Linked DNA regions of Siniperca chuatsi: region 2 is linked to region 1. The links are chromatin contacts, called in public Hi-C maps. All regions are on one chromosome and are shown on one strand. Each heading gives the region's core, a stretch centred on a gene start, on an enhancer-like site or on the middle of the called end of the contact. The rest is flanking DNA. Distances are from core to core; before and after follow the strand shown. Region 1 has its middle 24 kb from the start of eef1db. Region 2 holds the start of LOC122878025 (fetuin-B-like).

Region 1 (7,106 bases), core at 3,167-5,666:
GTCAAAGGAAAGGAGTCCACAGTGGTTTGGTCAGCGTGAGACGGGGCCGAAACGCGGATGCTCGGGCTCACTGTGCAGTCAAACTGGATTTCAGTGAAGGTCATATCTCGTGTCCCGTTTAGTAGCTGTTCTGGATTCTCCAATCACATCACATGGTCTTCAGCAGCAGATGAACTTTGCTCAACTGTCATGGACAGACAGCGTCTGTGTTAATCCAGTAGTTGAGAGAACAGTGCATTTAGTAGCTGTTCTGGAGAAAGATGTTGATTCAACTCTGTATTAAATGTTTGAGGCTGTAGCCTTCAGTGGTGGTGTTTGTACCTTCCTTCAAAAAAAAAAAAAAAAGACTTGAATTAGAATGAATCATGAAAAACACTTACTGATGTAATGATTTCAGTTGCCCACTAGATGGAACTGTTTAGGCCAGTATGACATACTCGGCTGGGCAGCAGATGTTTTCTGAGTATTACAGAGGAAAGTAGCCACAGGGCTACAGTAAACAAATACACAAACATGTATAAAATACACAGACTACATCTCTCAAACGCAGGTCACTAAAGGAAGTGGTGTACATTGTAATAAACAGAGGGCGGTGTGTGGTGAGCTGACAGTGAGGGGAAAACTGAACACGACTTTTTCCTGCAGTTCTAGGAAGGAAAGAAAAGATCTAAATCACAGCACAGTCGAGATGACTGCAGTGCGGTTGTCCATGTTTTGGGCCCAACTGAAGAACGTGCCCTCTTCACTTCACTGACCTCAGACCACCATTTCACTCTACTGTGACTCTATAGACACCGTTTGATGTTCAGTCTACTATGAAACGTGTCCTTTGGAAAGTATATTCTGAGATACACATTTATGTATTTCAGTGAGTAATTTATTTTATACAGAACTTTTTAAAACAGTAGTTACAAAGTGTTTAAAGAGAGAAAAACTGCAGCTGCAACATTAGCCTATAAAGCAAGTCTACAGCCATGCTAGAGGCTCCGTGAGGCTGTACTTAGCCACAGCGGTGCTAACATTCGCATGGTAAAATAGTCACAATGACAATGCTAAGATGGTGATGTTTAGAAGGTATAATGTTCTACAGCTTAGTTTAGTGTGTTAGTATGCTAACATTTGTACTAAACACAAAGCTGAGACTGAATACTGACGGAATATCATTTGTTTTGCAGGGAATCAATCATAAACCAAAGTATTGGACAATTTTGACCTGATGATGGCACTTCATAAAAAGTTATTACAATTCATCGCAAGGGGAACATGAATGTCTGTACCAAATTTCTTGTCAATCCATCCAATATCTGTCGAGACATTTCACTCAAAACCAAAAATGTCATCCTCACGGTGGCACAAGAGGAAAAGTCAGGGATCCATTGTCTGGGAACCATTAATGTTCGTCCAAAATGTTGTGCCAATGTTGAGACATTTCACATAAGTGAAAACTTTGGCCTCATGATGGCGCTACAAGTAAAGTCAGGAGATCCCCAAAGTGAGTAGGATCCATCCTCTGGGGACCATGAATAGCTGTACAAAATTTCATGGCAATCCATCCGATAGATAATTCAGTCTGGACCAAAATGGTGGCCCGACCAACTGATACTGCCATAGAGCGACAGCACAAGCATAGCTAAAAACAAGGAATCAAGAAAAAAACTAAAAACAAGTGAGTATTAATATGATTTTTAAAAAATATCCAAAGCACAAGTATTTGACTTCTCTGATACTTTGCAGGAAGCTGCTGTAAAGTCAAGGAAAACATATTTCAGTAGACAAGCTAATGTTCTGGTTTCACTCTGCTCTCTGAAAGCGGCTCCAGAGGAGAGTGCATTTATTAACTGACTGCTGCTTTTTTAAATTTTTATAGTGAGGCACTTAATTATTTTCACATTCCTGTGAGAACCCGGTTTGATGGAAATGAAAAAAAACAAAACCCAATGCATTTCATCTAATGCAGGCTTCAAATCTAGCCTTTTCTTAACCATGTAACAAAAAAAAAAGTTTCCCCAGTGGGAACTTGACTCCAAATAAGATTTTGATTTGCATTGGAAACAAATGAAACAATTATACCTCACTGGCAGGTTTCTGTTTCTCTTCCCTGAAGAAAAATAAGCTTTTAAGACTCAACACTGCATTTAATGGCTTGTTAAAATAAATTTGCAGTAAAGCCCCTGTGGCCTGTTTCACTGCACAGACAGACTAATGTTGCCTCAGTTAACAGCCTGTCTGTCTGATTGTCTGTCTGTGCATCCCGCCACTCCCATCCTGTCTAGAGGGCTTTCTTTTGACAGCCTCCTCCCGTAAAGGAGGCCCTGTCTGGGCTTTGAGAGGCTGCAATAGCCCCCTAGATGACAGATGGATGGATGGATGAGGTAAGGAAAGAGGAGGCGGTAAATTAGATGTATACAGCATACCCTTTCTGAAGACTGCCATTCTGTCTTTTGGTCAGTCATGAGTGAAAGTGAACAAAAAACAAAAGTCAAAGTCAGGCAGGAACAGACACTTGGGCTGTGAGAGACGGGAGCAATTACTGTCTGAGACGTGATCGGCCCCGAGAGAGAGAGAGAGAGAGGCAGACAGGACGAGAGGGGCACGAACAAGAAGAGTAAAGGAGAGGAAGGAAAACCCAAGGGACCTCTGACACTCCCTGTGGATCTGAACCAAGGGGAAACAAAGACAACAACACAACATCAAAATGCATGAATACAACAAAACAAAACTTTTTTCTGTCTTAAATTCTACAACTTTCTTTCTCATTAAAAGAGGACACACGTAAGCATATCTTGCCTTGGATTAATAACTGTAAACATGGTGGCCTCTGCCAGTTTTAATTCTAGTTTTTCTTCAAACACTTGCTTTGTCCTATTTCAGGGGGAAACCTGTACAGTGGCCCCCAGAGAAGCTAATGTGCTGAACCTGCAACCTTTTCCTCACACGAGACGTCTACAGCAAGTTTCTACAGCTAAACTCAAAGAGCAAGTCGCCTATAATTTAAATGTTTCCCTTGGATGCTTTACACTTTTCATTAACCTTAAAGATATGAGTATACAAGACACAGTAAATTTATTTAAATTAATTAACATAACAGCAAAGCAGGTCTTGAGTGTCTGTATCATAATAAGTAAGTGACGTATGCAGCGAGGTCCACCTATTTTCTTTATGCAGACACCTTAGACCAGAGGTCATGCTCCAAACGTGTCTGTTTGAATGGATTTAAATAGATATTATTTAATGCTATTAATTATATAGAAGTGGACAGTGTTACAATATTTTCTTTTATAAAAGACAGTGATTGTGGAATTGCCGATGTTCAGGCTCAGACTCTTTTTTTCTGTTGGTTTGGTTTGTATTAGAGTATTAGAAGGTGGACATTTCAAACATTCATCCATTAGTGATCTATTTTGACTTCTCCGCTCGCCTGTTAACTATTTTTTAAGGTGTCACAAATGACTCGGGTTGGTGGGAGGCGTGTCTTGTGCAGTCAGCCTGTCGTAGCTTGTAGTTTATTGATTATTGTGACAATATCAACAACGTACTAAAGACCCGCCTCACACTTCATTTGTAATCCTGCTCGTCTACTTATTTTCCTCCAAAGCACAAATATGTGGATACATTTTTACCAAATCATAATTTCTATTTTTTCAAATTAACTGAGCTACTCCACACAAAGTACATGTACCATTGTTGGGAATCACTGCCATAGACTGCACTGTCTCTCTTATACCATGAACACTTACCAAAGGAAAACAAGGGAGGCTGTATTCATATCATAAACCATCTTAAAGTTTGTATTTACTCATGATTAGGTCCATTTCAGGGAGTGCTAATATCTCCTATATAATGCAGCATTAACTAGGGCAAGCACTGTTGCCATGGTTCACTTCACTTTAATATTCCTTGTTCTGTTATACGATTTTGATGAACCCCTCCCAACCAATCAGAAACAGGTAATATGGCATAAATTATTACGAGGTAGTGATTAACATGTTCACCATATGCTAACAAGAACAAACCGTGGAGCTCCCGCTTGGCCGTTTTGCCACTTATTTCACCAATTTTGTTAATGGTTGATACAAACGGCATTGATTTATAAGAAATATAGGCCGGCATTAATCTTTTCTTCTTCCAAAGGGGGTATGGCAGGAAAAGTCTGAGAACCACCGATTTACACATTGTAGCTGCTTTTACATCAGTGCAGTTCCATTGAATTACAACACGATTTAATAAACGAAGTAGTTTCCTTTTGCAAAGACGATGAAGCTCCTTCAGGTTAGATTTGCTGAAAGTAATATTTTCATCAGTCTGTCATCAGTAATCTGTCATCACCACGAACTCTTGAAAGCTTTGGTAACCCACTTGCTGTGCAGCTGCAACTCTAATGATTTTGGTTTTACTGTGTGGATGAAGCTGTTTTGAGGCTTTGTGGTGCTAGATTGGGTCAACAGAGTCCTCTCGGGTTGACTCTCTCACATACACACACACACACACACACACACACACACACACACAAACACAGGGCCGTAATCTTTCCCCATGCTGATCAATAAACCTGATAAGAACTCCATCCTGCCAGCTGGCAGTGACTAATGCTCTGGCAGACAAGAGGGTCGAGAGTGCTGCCTGTGTTTGAGAAAGAGAGGATGACAAACCATGGATAAGCGTATGTGTGGTGTTCTGCTTAATGGTGGTCCCTGTAGCGGGCACAAATCAAGAAAACTCAAGAGAAATGTTACCGTAAGCCAGGGGGAGACTGAGCCGCCATTTCCGCCTTTTCGGCAGTAAATAAATATTCTGTGTACTGAAATTCACACTAAACGATAATAGTAATTTGTATGAAACTGACCTATGACGACCAAGTACTTGTGCAGAGACCGGTCTTTGAAAATTGAAATCAAATCAGTGAGTTTGAAGCCCCAGAAGAATTCATCATAGTTTCATGAAACCTGTGGGAGGACAGTCTGAGGGGCCACGTTTGGGTTTTCCAAATTTAATTTGACTTATAGCACCTTCACCAGGTGAAGTGGTGTAATGTATTTAAATGCCATAAAGCATAAAACCAGTTGGTAAATTAAACCTCCTGTTAGTAAATTTCTAGTTTGAAACTAGCCAGTAGTTGCTAAGAACTTAGGAAGGACTTTCCTGCATGGTGAGAAGGTCACAGGAAGTTTCATCTTTGAGTTCTTTCTTTCGATGTTTATCGGTCTCTTACTCGATGTCCTCATCTGTATTTCCAGTCATACAGATGTACAGCTTACGTTTCATAAATGTTCCCATCTATTCATCAGTTTGACATTCACCTCCTCATCTGTTTGGGGGGGGGGAGTGTTATGAAGCTGGCTGCCTCATCAAATAATTGAATGTATTAAATATACATTGCATAGATATTACAGCCTCAGAAACGACCTCACACTCAGTATGAGGCCTATTTTGTACAATCACAAAGGAGATCTAATTATTCATTTTCACGCCGCTCTGAAAGCGACTCCTCGAAGAGCTCATTTACAGCGAAGGCAGTCTGTCTGATTGCTGTGCTAATTTTCCTTTCAGATCTCTCTCTGCTTGGTACAAATACCACTGCGACATAAATAACAACATATTGTGGAGCACAGAAAAGAATGCACTCACGCCTCACAAAGTATCATACAGGGCCAGTCCAAGTGTTTTTGGGGCCTTAAAGAGCAACTCCAGACTGGATCTTGTTTGAAGGGGGAAAAATGCTGCACTGACGTCTGTGGGTTGAAAGTTTCAGGTCTGTTGGACCTCTGACCACACTCGACATCACAGCTGGTTGCAGTCAGGACTACCACACCCAGCTGTGTAGTGAAGTGCTGTAGTGCTGTTATGGAAGGTCATCCAGCAACACTTCACACCAAACACAAAAAAGCTAATTCTTAAACGCAAACGGCCCTATCTGGAGCCGGTGTTTGGTTTGTCTGTTCTGGGCTGCTGTAGAAACATGGCGGCCTCCATGGAAGAGGACCCGCTCCCTATGTAGATATAAACAGCTTATTCTAAGGTAACGAAAACACAACGATTCTTATTTTCAGGTGATTATACATATTCCATTTCTCCCAATAGCTCCTCCTAAATGTTACATAATGGACCTTTAAGCTAGAAAAAATCTGGTCAAAAATCAGCGATATGACGTTCTTGTGCTTTTGGTGTGAAAGCCCTGTTAGATGGAAGCGGGAACAGGATTATTAAACTGTGCAGGTACTCTCGTAAGATTTGTTAAACCAGGTAAAACGTAAGCAACACTTGTTCAGCGATGAAAATAAATGTGAAAATAAGAAAAATATGTGCAAAAATATGAAAAAAATAGGACAAAGTTAAGATGCACCTCGATATCTTCACAGCACTCCCAGATCAATCATTTTTTAATCTCTATGCTCACTAAGTGATACCAACTTTGGAGTGATCAAATCAAATCCTTGAACAATTTCAACTCCCTCTTGTAGTTGAACCCCACATTCAGTTTCACTCAGAAATACGTCACCTTACAGAAGCTAAAGATGCTCTCACTGCAATTTCACTGGGACTTTCACTACTTACAATAATTATTTCAAATAAGGAAACCAAAGAGATTTTCAAATCTTTGGCAGCCAATGGTAGCTGAGGGCCGCTTATCTTGTTTAAAAGGTACAATGTCTAAGATATGGCCAGAATTTTAGTTTTAAACGTTAAAAAAATGAACTAACTTTATCGACAGAATATGAAGAATTAACAGTTCTGACGTCATGTCAAAGACTTCTGTGTACTGTGCTGAGATATCTGCTGAAATAAGCATGCTAACCAGCTAGCCCCGGCCCTTCCTGTGTTGTAATACCACTTCCTCGAGAGGCGATGGTGAATGACGTCCAGTCTGTCCTCAGTCCAACATGAGAGGACAAAAAAGCAGAGCTGCCCCGAGGGCTTTTCAATCACGTTGAAGGTACAGCCAGAGACGGCTCAGAAAGTTAGTAGTAATTAGTTAAGTTGTTATAGAGCATCTTTGGTACAGCCCCCGGTTAGTGTCACAGAAACACAAAGATGGCTAAAGGTCTTGGCAAGCGACCTTTATCACCATCCCAATCACCTTCTCCCGGGCAAGAAATCACATTTCATGA
Region 2 (7,106 bases), core at 3,115-5,614, 200 kb after region 1:
TTTTGGCAAATTGGCACCATTAAAAGTATGCCGAATAAGCTGTTAGCAATTCCTGTTTGCAGTAGCACTGGATTACTCTGATGCTGAAGAAAACTTAAAAATGTGATGATTCTCAGGCAAGTTCAGGAGTGATAAGGAGTCGTTTTTCTATGACTTCTAAGCAGATTCACGGACGTTTAATCACGGATTATCTTTGCCTCACGTGACGTCTCTCTGTCCGTTTCCCTCAACTCTCCTGCGCCCCCCCCGTGTAGGCGTGCCTCACAGTTTGAAAACCTCATGTACAATGTATGTAATACAATGTACTATTCCAGTATGTGCAGTGTAAGTAATCTTTTATGATCAGTTAAATGATCATTAACTTAAGTTACATTTTTGAAATGTCTCCACAGAACCCTGTTCAGATATATTTGCATAACCTGCCAAAGAATTCTCATGTTATGCCAGAAAATGATACAACTTCCTGTTATGTAAATGCTTTAATCAAACAATCACTGTAATCTGATTATTTCCACAGATTATTGTGGGTATAATTTACTGCCTTACTACCATATATTACTTCTAGGTTGCAATTTCTTGTCTTTCTTAACTAATTACAACATGCAGGAAAAATGTAGCTGAATAGCTGATCAAAGATCAACCGTCCTGGTCCGGCCAATCAGAGCTTGAGTTTGTCTAAGCCCAGATGGTGTCTGTGCGGTCCGGGGCAGGAGCTGGCTGCTGGGGAAAATCTGAGAGGAGCAGGCTGATCCACCACAGTCCCGAGGGAGCCCCTTGGCTTGGAGACAGTGAGGTCTGAGCTGGGTGTGACGGAGTGCGTGTGCTCATGGGGGTGCAGGTGTGTGTGATTGTCGTGCTGATGCCCCATGTGCACCCCATGTGCTTTTGCATGGGCCTGCTCCTCCACAGCGGCAGCCTACAGAGGAAGAGGAAAGAGAAAGATAGAGTGTGGCTCACTATTTCAGCTTCTACTGACCTCAGGAAACTGTAAAGGAACAAGTTGATGTCAGTGGTGAGACTGTACCATAAAACTCTCTCTCTAAACAGCAAAAGCACTGTAGAGCTGCAGAATTGGATGGTATTTCTCTGTGTGCTCATCATTATAAGCGACCCTTTTCACTTTATACACAGTGTTTGATTCAGTGATCAAATAAACTATATTGATTACTGGAACTTTGAAGAAATCTAAAAGCCTTCATAAATCTAAATTTCAGATATCCTGACATCAGAGATGCCTCTGATATCAGGATGTCTGAAATTTAGATTTATAGATTAATAGATTGGTAGAAGAATTAGTTTGTTGTTTATGTCCATTTAAAATTTTAAAGATCAGATACATTAAGTCCTATTGTGTGGTGCATAAGTGCAGTTGAAGCAGGTACCTGAGGTTCGTAGATCTCACACTTCACCTCTACAGGCCTCTGATTCTGAAATGAGCTGTCCTTCTTTCCGACAGGGAGTCTGATTTCAAACTGGTCCTCATGGGCCTCGTGTGATCCCAAACAGAAGCCTCTATGCTGCGAGAAAAGAAAATCAAGAATAGCTGAGCCTGGATTTACAACTTGTGGCGGCATCGTGTTTAGAGCCAGAAAAGATTCTGCAATGGAGTGGAGTATGGGTGGAACCAAGGTGGTGTACACAAGCAACAACCACCACAGCGAAGACAAGACACATAAAAAGAATTTAAATAATGGCAATAAAAGAGCATTTGAGGCCTTAAGTTCTTTTGGGAATTTACACAAGAGTGAAAATACAGACTGAATAAAATCTACATTTTGTATTTCCATTTCTAGGGAGTTCTTGGAGCGGTCTTCCATCAATACGGCTTTTTTTAAAACAAGCATCTAACAGCCAGACTGTATTTCAGGCCAATTTCACATCCAACAGTCTTGTTCAGCTTTAGACTGTGGAAAGCCCTGTTTGAAGAACTTGTGCTGAGTAAGTGCAGTAAATCATATATTGAAACACCCTAAATACATTTGTGTGTGTGCGTGTGCGTGTGACTCACAGCAAACTGACAGTCCATAGGTGGGCAGTTGCTCAGTTCATTGGCATCTGTTTTCTTTGAACACACCGTCTCCAGAATGGTGAACTCCACAAAGTACGATGGACCGACAACCCACTGACAAAGCACACAAAGCCATGCATACCCACACCGGTCAACTGCTTACCAAAATAAGAATGATAAAATAATAAGGTTGGAAAGTTTTAGATGTAATATAAAACCAAATATAATCAATCTGATAAAAGTGCCACACACATAACATCAAAACTGTTCCCTGATACTTTTCAAAGTAAAAAGTTGCCACATTTAAGTGGCCAACCCCTTTAAGAGCACAGAACAGTGAAGGTGTAGCCTCAGGTGGACTCAAGTCTAGAAGGATGAACCTGATAAAAACCAACGAAAAAATATCTACTTTGCAACAAGAGCTACATGGTCTGTAGGAAATGTAGTCTGTAGTTAAAACATGAACTCTCTTGTCTGTACACAGAATCTTCACTCGGAACAGGCATCCTTTAGTTGATTACTTGATTATTTAGTTTTTTTCTTTACCTGTGAACTGGCTCTTGTAATGTTTTCCAGAGTAAAGTAGTTGGCCAGGCGGCTCTCTTCATTGAACCTCTGCAGGGAGAGATTGGCTGTCTCCTTGACAACGGGCTCATTCAAGTTGTCAGCCGTGGGACAGTCCGGACACACATCCACCACCGCAGTAGCAGGAACTAAACACAAGAATTAACAGGGTCAAAGGTCAGTGGAATGTAGCTGAAGCAAGGTGTTTGTTGAGGATTCAACCCAGGCACTTTGTATGGTTTACATGTACTCCTAACTCCCAACCTCCATCCTGCAGTATGAACCCTTTCAGCTATGTTCAGCTTCCCTCTGACAGTTTGCTTTATCCAGGTGTGTTTTCCTTCACTTAGCCAAATTGTGTAAAAAAATGTAAAAAAAATTAAAACCGATAGTACTTTGTCAGTGACATATATTTACTTTAATATCCAACTGCAACTCTGCGTAATCACTCATGGATGACATGTTTACTTGCCTCAGGGAGGTATTTTGGGACAGAGCATATATAGAGAAAGAATTCAATGTATGTCAGCATCTCTAATTTCACACCTCACTAACATTTACAAAATCAAAGCGGTAAAGTGCCAACAAAATAGACTTGCAACACTTTCTAGCACAGAGACTTGTGTTTTGGTGTTATCAAACGAATGAAATATGAGTGTAAATGACTCCATCGATCTACCTTCACGAAGTGCACACGAGTAATTTTGAAGTTTGACTTTAGAGTCGACGTAGGCAGATACCTCACATTCTCCATACACCTGAAGGACACAAGCATACAGATGTAAGTATAGATACATGCACATACTGCATAACCAAACTAATAACCAGGTCAACAAACAAACATGGAAAGTGATTTCACACTGAATGGAATTTGGACTTGTGAAAATGATCTAATATTTTAAAAAAGCCTAAATAATTGGGTTGAGGTTAAGCCTGTAATGGCCCACAAATAAAGCAGTCATTGTGTTGATTCTGAAGAGTGAAGATACACCACCATGTGGCACTTACTGGAACATCACCAATATCTCTGACTTCACATTGTTTCCATGGTTTCCTGCTGGTGATGTGGCATTTGGTCTCCATGACATCGATGGTCAGTTTGTAGAGTGACCCACCTTTCTCCTGGACACACACAGACACACACACACACGCACACACACACACACACACACACAGTTAATTTTCTTCGTATTTGCTTCTGGGCTGCTGCCTGCCCATCGACTGCTTCCACCCTCTTTCTGCAAATACTGTTGCACCTTTCAAGATGCAAGATGGTGTACAACCCTGCTCATGTTTTTGTGTGTGCATGTGTGTGTGCACGAGTATTCGCCCTCACCTTTTCAGGAGTGTGAGAGAGGTCATACAGTCTGTTGAGGCTCAGGATGTATCCGTTTGTCCGGTCCTGGTTGATCTGCTCCAGGGCCTCTTCTGCCACCCTCACCACCTCAGGGCTATTGCAGCCTGGAGGGTCTGGCCTGGCTATTCCCTCCTGCTGCAGCAAAGCCAGACACAGGACCAACAGGTACACACTCATCCTCTAACACACACACACACACACACACACACACACACACACACACACACACACACACACACACACACACACACACGCACGCACGCACACACACACACACACAGACTGGATCAAATAAACCCCTAATTTTACCCAACTGAATTACTAAAGCCTAGCCTGGGTAATTTAACATTTAGACTAAGACAGGCCCTGGTCTTTAAATCACCCTTTGCAAGACCTGTTATCCTAGTTTTTCTGGACAGGGTTTGGACAGACACATGTGAGGCTGATGCTGGACTTTCCCCTCTTTCCCAAAGGATGAGCAAACAGCTGCTATCTGCTGCTCTGAAGGCCAATGGCTGGCTCAGACTGACTGAAGGGTCAGAGTGCACTGGGCAACAGGGGAAATTAACTCAAACAAAGAAAAACTCATCGAATACAGTACAGCTAATTTAATTTCTTTAATGTGACAAATTCCATAGAGCCTAGTTTAAAGGAATGCCTCATTGAAAAACCTATTGTATGTTTTGGTTACCAACAATTAACAACAGTGAAACGTTTGCAGCTTGCTCCTCAGCACAGAATGTGAGCTGTTGTCAGCTTGGACTCACAACAGTTACAACAGAACTACGAGTCATGGTGAAATCAAGGATCGAAATGTAGAAACTTTTCAAACGGCTACTTCAGCCACTTCTCCGCTGTCCATATGTTAATTATTTTAACGTATTTTTGCACCTCTAAAATAAATAAAATAAAAATGCTTGACCACATATTAGTACACAAGTTATATTAATGTGCATTATATTTGGAGTGCAAACTACAAAATGTGTCATTATTGTGAAAGCATTTTTTTTTTTTCACTTTTGCAACTTACCAGAATTGCAGTTGTCAGTTATGTGTGGGTGGTGTTTAGGGGCTACAAAGATAATATACATAGAGTGGGTGAGTGTAGTTCATACTGTTCTAGAGCTACTGTTGTTTTATCTGATGTGTGAAAGCTACACAAAGTTAACAATTATTTCTGCCTCTGAGGTAATGTTCGTCTATTAGCAGGAGCCCATAAACTACTTTGAGCAGGTTGGCACCCAATCTGCACCATACTTCAGTGACTCCTCCTTTCATATTCTACACAGTTTTCATATAATGGTTTGCCAAAATTGTCCAGGCTTGGCCTATTACATGTAACAGCCATCATTTTTGAACATATACTATTGCAACCAAATTTTGTTCACCCTCACACTAGGTGGCGCTATGCCAAAATGAAACATTTGAATAGAATAACTCAGTGGTCATGAGTCTAATTCACTTGAGTTTTTGCCATATAATTACAGTATATACAGCATATATATATATATATATATATATCCCTTATATTTTCCAGGATTGAGGTTTTCTCAAAATATCAGCATGCTTGTCTTTTACTATGTAAATTCCAATGTAGATCTGGATCAAGATGCAGATTAAAAAGTTTTCTATTATTCAAATTCAGATGATTCTGTGGCCTGTGGAGGTCTGCACAATCTAAGTGCTTTTTTTTAGTTTCTCACATTCTTATGGAGTTTGTGCTCCAGCTCTGTATCCCTCTTTTCTCTTACATATAGACACAAGAAAGGTCAGAGACAAAGAGGCTAAGTTCAGAACGGCAACAATACAAACATTACTTGATGCTCTGAATCAGTTTGAATATGATTAAAAAAGAAAAGATTACTGTTAACTGTAAACTTTAAATGCATTAATTACATTATGTACTGTAGGTAACAATGTACATTGATATTATCCGGGAAAAGAAAAAAATACATTTTATTTTGGTGTACTTCAGTTACTGTCAGCAAATTAATAAAACAGCCACTTCTCACGGTAGATAATGTGTTGTTTAGAAAATCCATCTGCTGCTTGTCATGTAACCACAAGCTTTTTAAAGATTATTTTCATGCCGTTTTGTTTGACGCCAGTGACACTTGTGATATCAGTGACAGGAAACACAGGGAGAGTCGGTTGTGAGGGAACAAGTGCATTGAATTCAATACAAAAAACACTGGATGAGTATTTGTGGTATCATTTATTATTTTGTGCAGCCAAGCACAGATAACATACAAACATAGAAAACTTTCATGTTTGCCGGGTTGATTGTACATTGACTCATGAAGAAGAATGTAAGCATGTTACGGTCAGTTTTTACAGTTTTGTTGTCTCTGAGGATTGTAAAATGGAAATGACCAGTTTAGTGGTTTTATTATTTTATTGTTTATGACCAATTTCCTACCAACAGAGAAAATGGAAAAAACTGGTTGATGTTAATGTTGTGTGTTTTTTTTTTTAATGCACTTGGCCTTTATTATGTGGTTGAAGTGAAGAGAGACAGGAATAGTTATGTGCTTTTAATAAACCACCATTTTGCCTGAGAATGACCCAGGGAAGCAGTCGTGGTGTGTGAAATTGTCTATCAATATGTCTGGAGCAAATCTGTTAAGTGTTTTCCTGTCTTCACTAAACTTCAGTCTGTGAGTTTTTTCAAGATCCATTCAGTTCCCAAGTGAGTTCCAAGGACAACCTTATGCAGCTGGCTTGAACATGGGGTCCTCAGTGAAGAGTCTCTCCACCAGGGTGGCTACTGCCACCGAGGGACTGCACTGGGCTGAGACTGAGGTGGGGAAGGCCTGGATGGTGGGTTCCATCTGTCCGGGGATCTGGGGGTCGGGCTTGAGGGGCAGGGTGACTCCCACCTCAGGGCCACCAGCGGGGACATCAGGGAAGGAAGGCAGGGTCGTGGGCTGGTCCATGGCGGGCAGTATCCTCACTATGCCCTTTGGTTGGTCGTGGGCTGCGACCTCGTGGTCGTGCTGATGGTGATGGTGGTGGTGCTCGTGCTCGTGCAGGTGAGCATGCTTGTGGTCGTGGTCCAGAGCGAGCTCGTGGTCGTGCTCGTGGGTGTGCTCGCCATCGGCATGCTTGTAGTCGTGGTGTTGGTTGGGCGAGTCGCCGCTGTGGTTGTGTGCCTTGGCGTGATGAGTGTGCACGTGA

What was found. Hi-C and Micro-C count contacts between places; a contact is called where the count stands out from the background.
Region 2: a contact with region 1 is called in a Hi-C map of liver, with 4 times the contacts expected there. The contact joins the promoter of LOC122878025 here to the enhancer-like site in region 1. A contact is called at or near these places in 2 of 3 Hi-C or Micro-C datasets (liver and skeletal muscle).

Annotation. Positions count from the first base shown.
Region 1 is chrLG6:4,148,740-4,155,845 of ASM2008510v1, forward strand. No RefSeq gene overlaps it. Among protein-coding and RNA genes, the nearest start is that of eef1db, 24 kb to the left of the region's middle. Within about 2 kb of position 4,417, the one cell type or tissue checked has an H3K27ac peak away from gene starts, as active enhancers do. A contact at or near this core is called in liver, where this site is marked.
Region 2 is chrLG6:4,345,299-4,352,404 of ASM2008510v1, forward strand. LOC122878025 (fetuin-B-like) reads right to left here and starts at 4,365. Exons shown (of 7, transcript XM_044200319.1): 1 at 3,909-4,365; 2 at 3,581-3,694; 3 at 3,252-3,330; 4 at 2,555-2,721; 5 at 2,009-2,122; 6 at 1,383-1,517; 7 at 465-916. The coding sequence starts at 4,106. The coding sequence ends at 659. LOC122877699 (fetuin-B-like) reads right to left here. Exons shown (of 7, transcript XM_044199596.1): 7 at 6,126-7,106. The coding sequence ends at 6,638.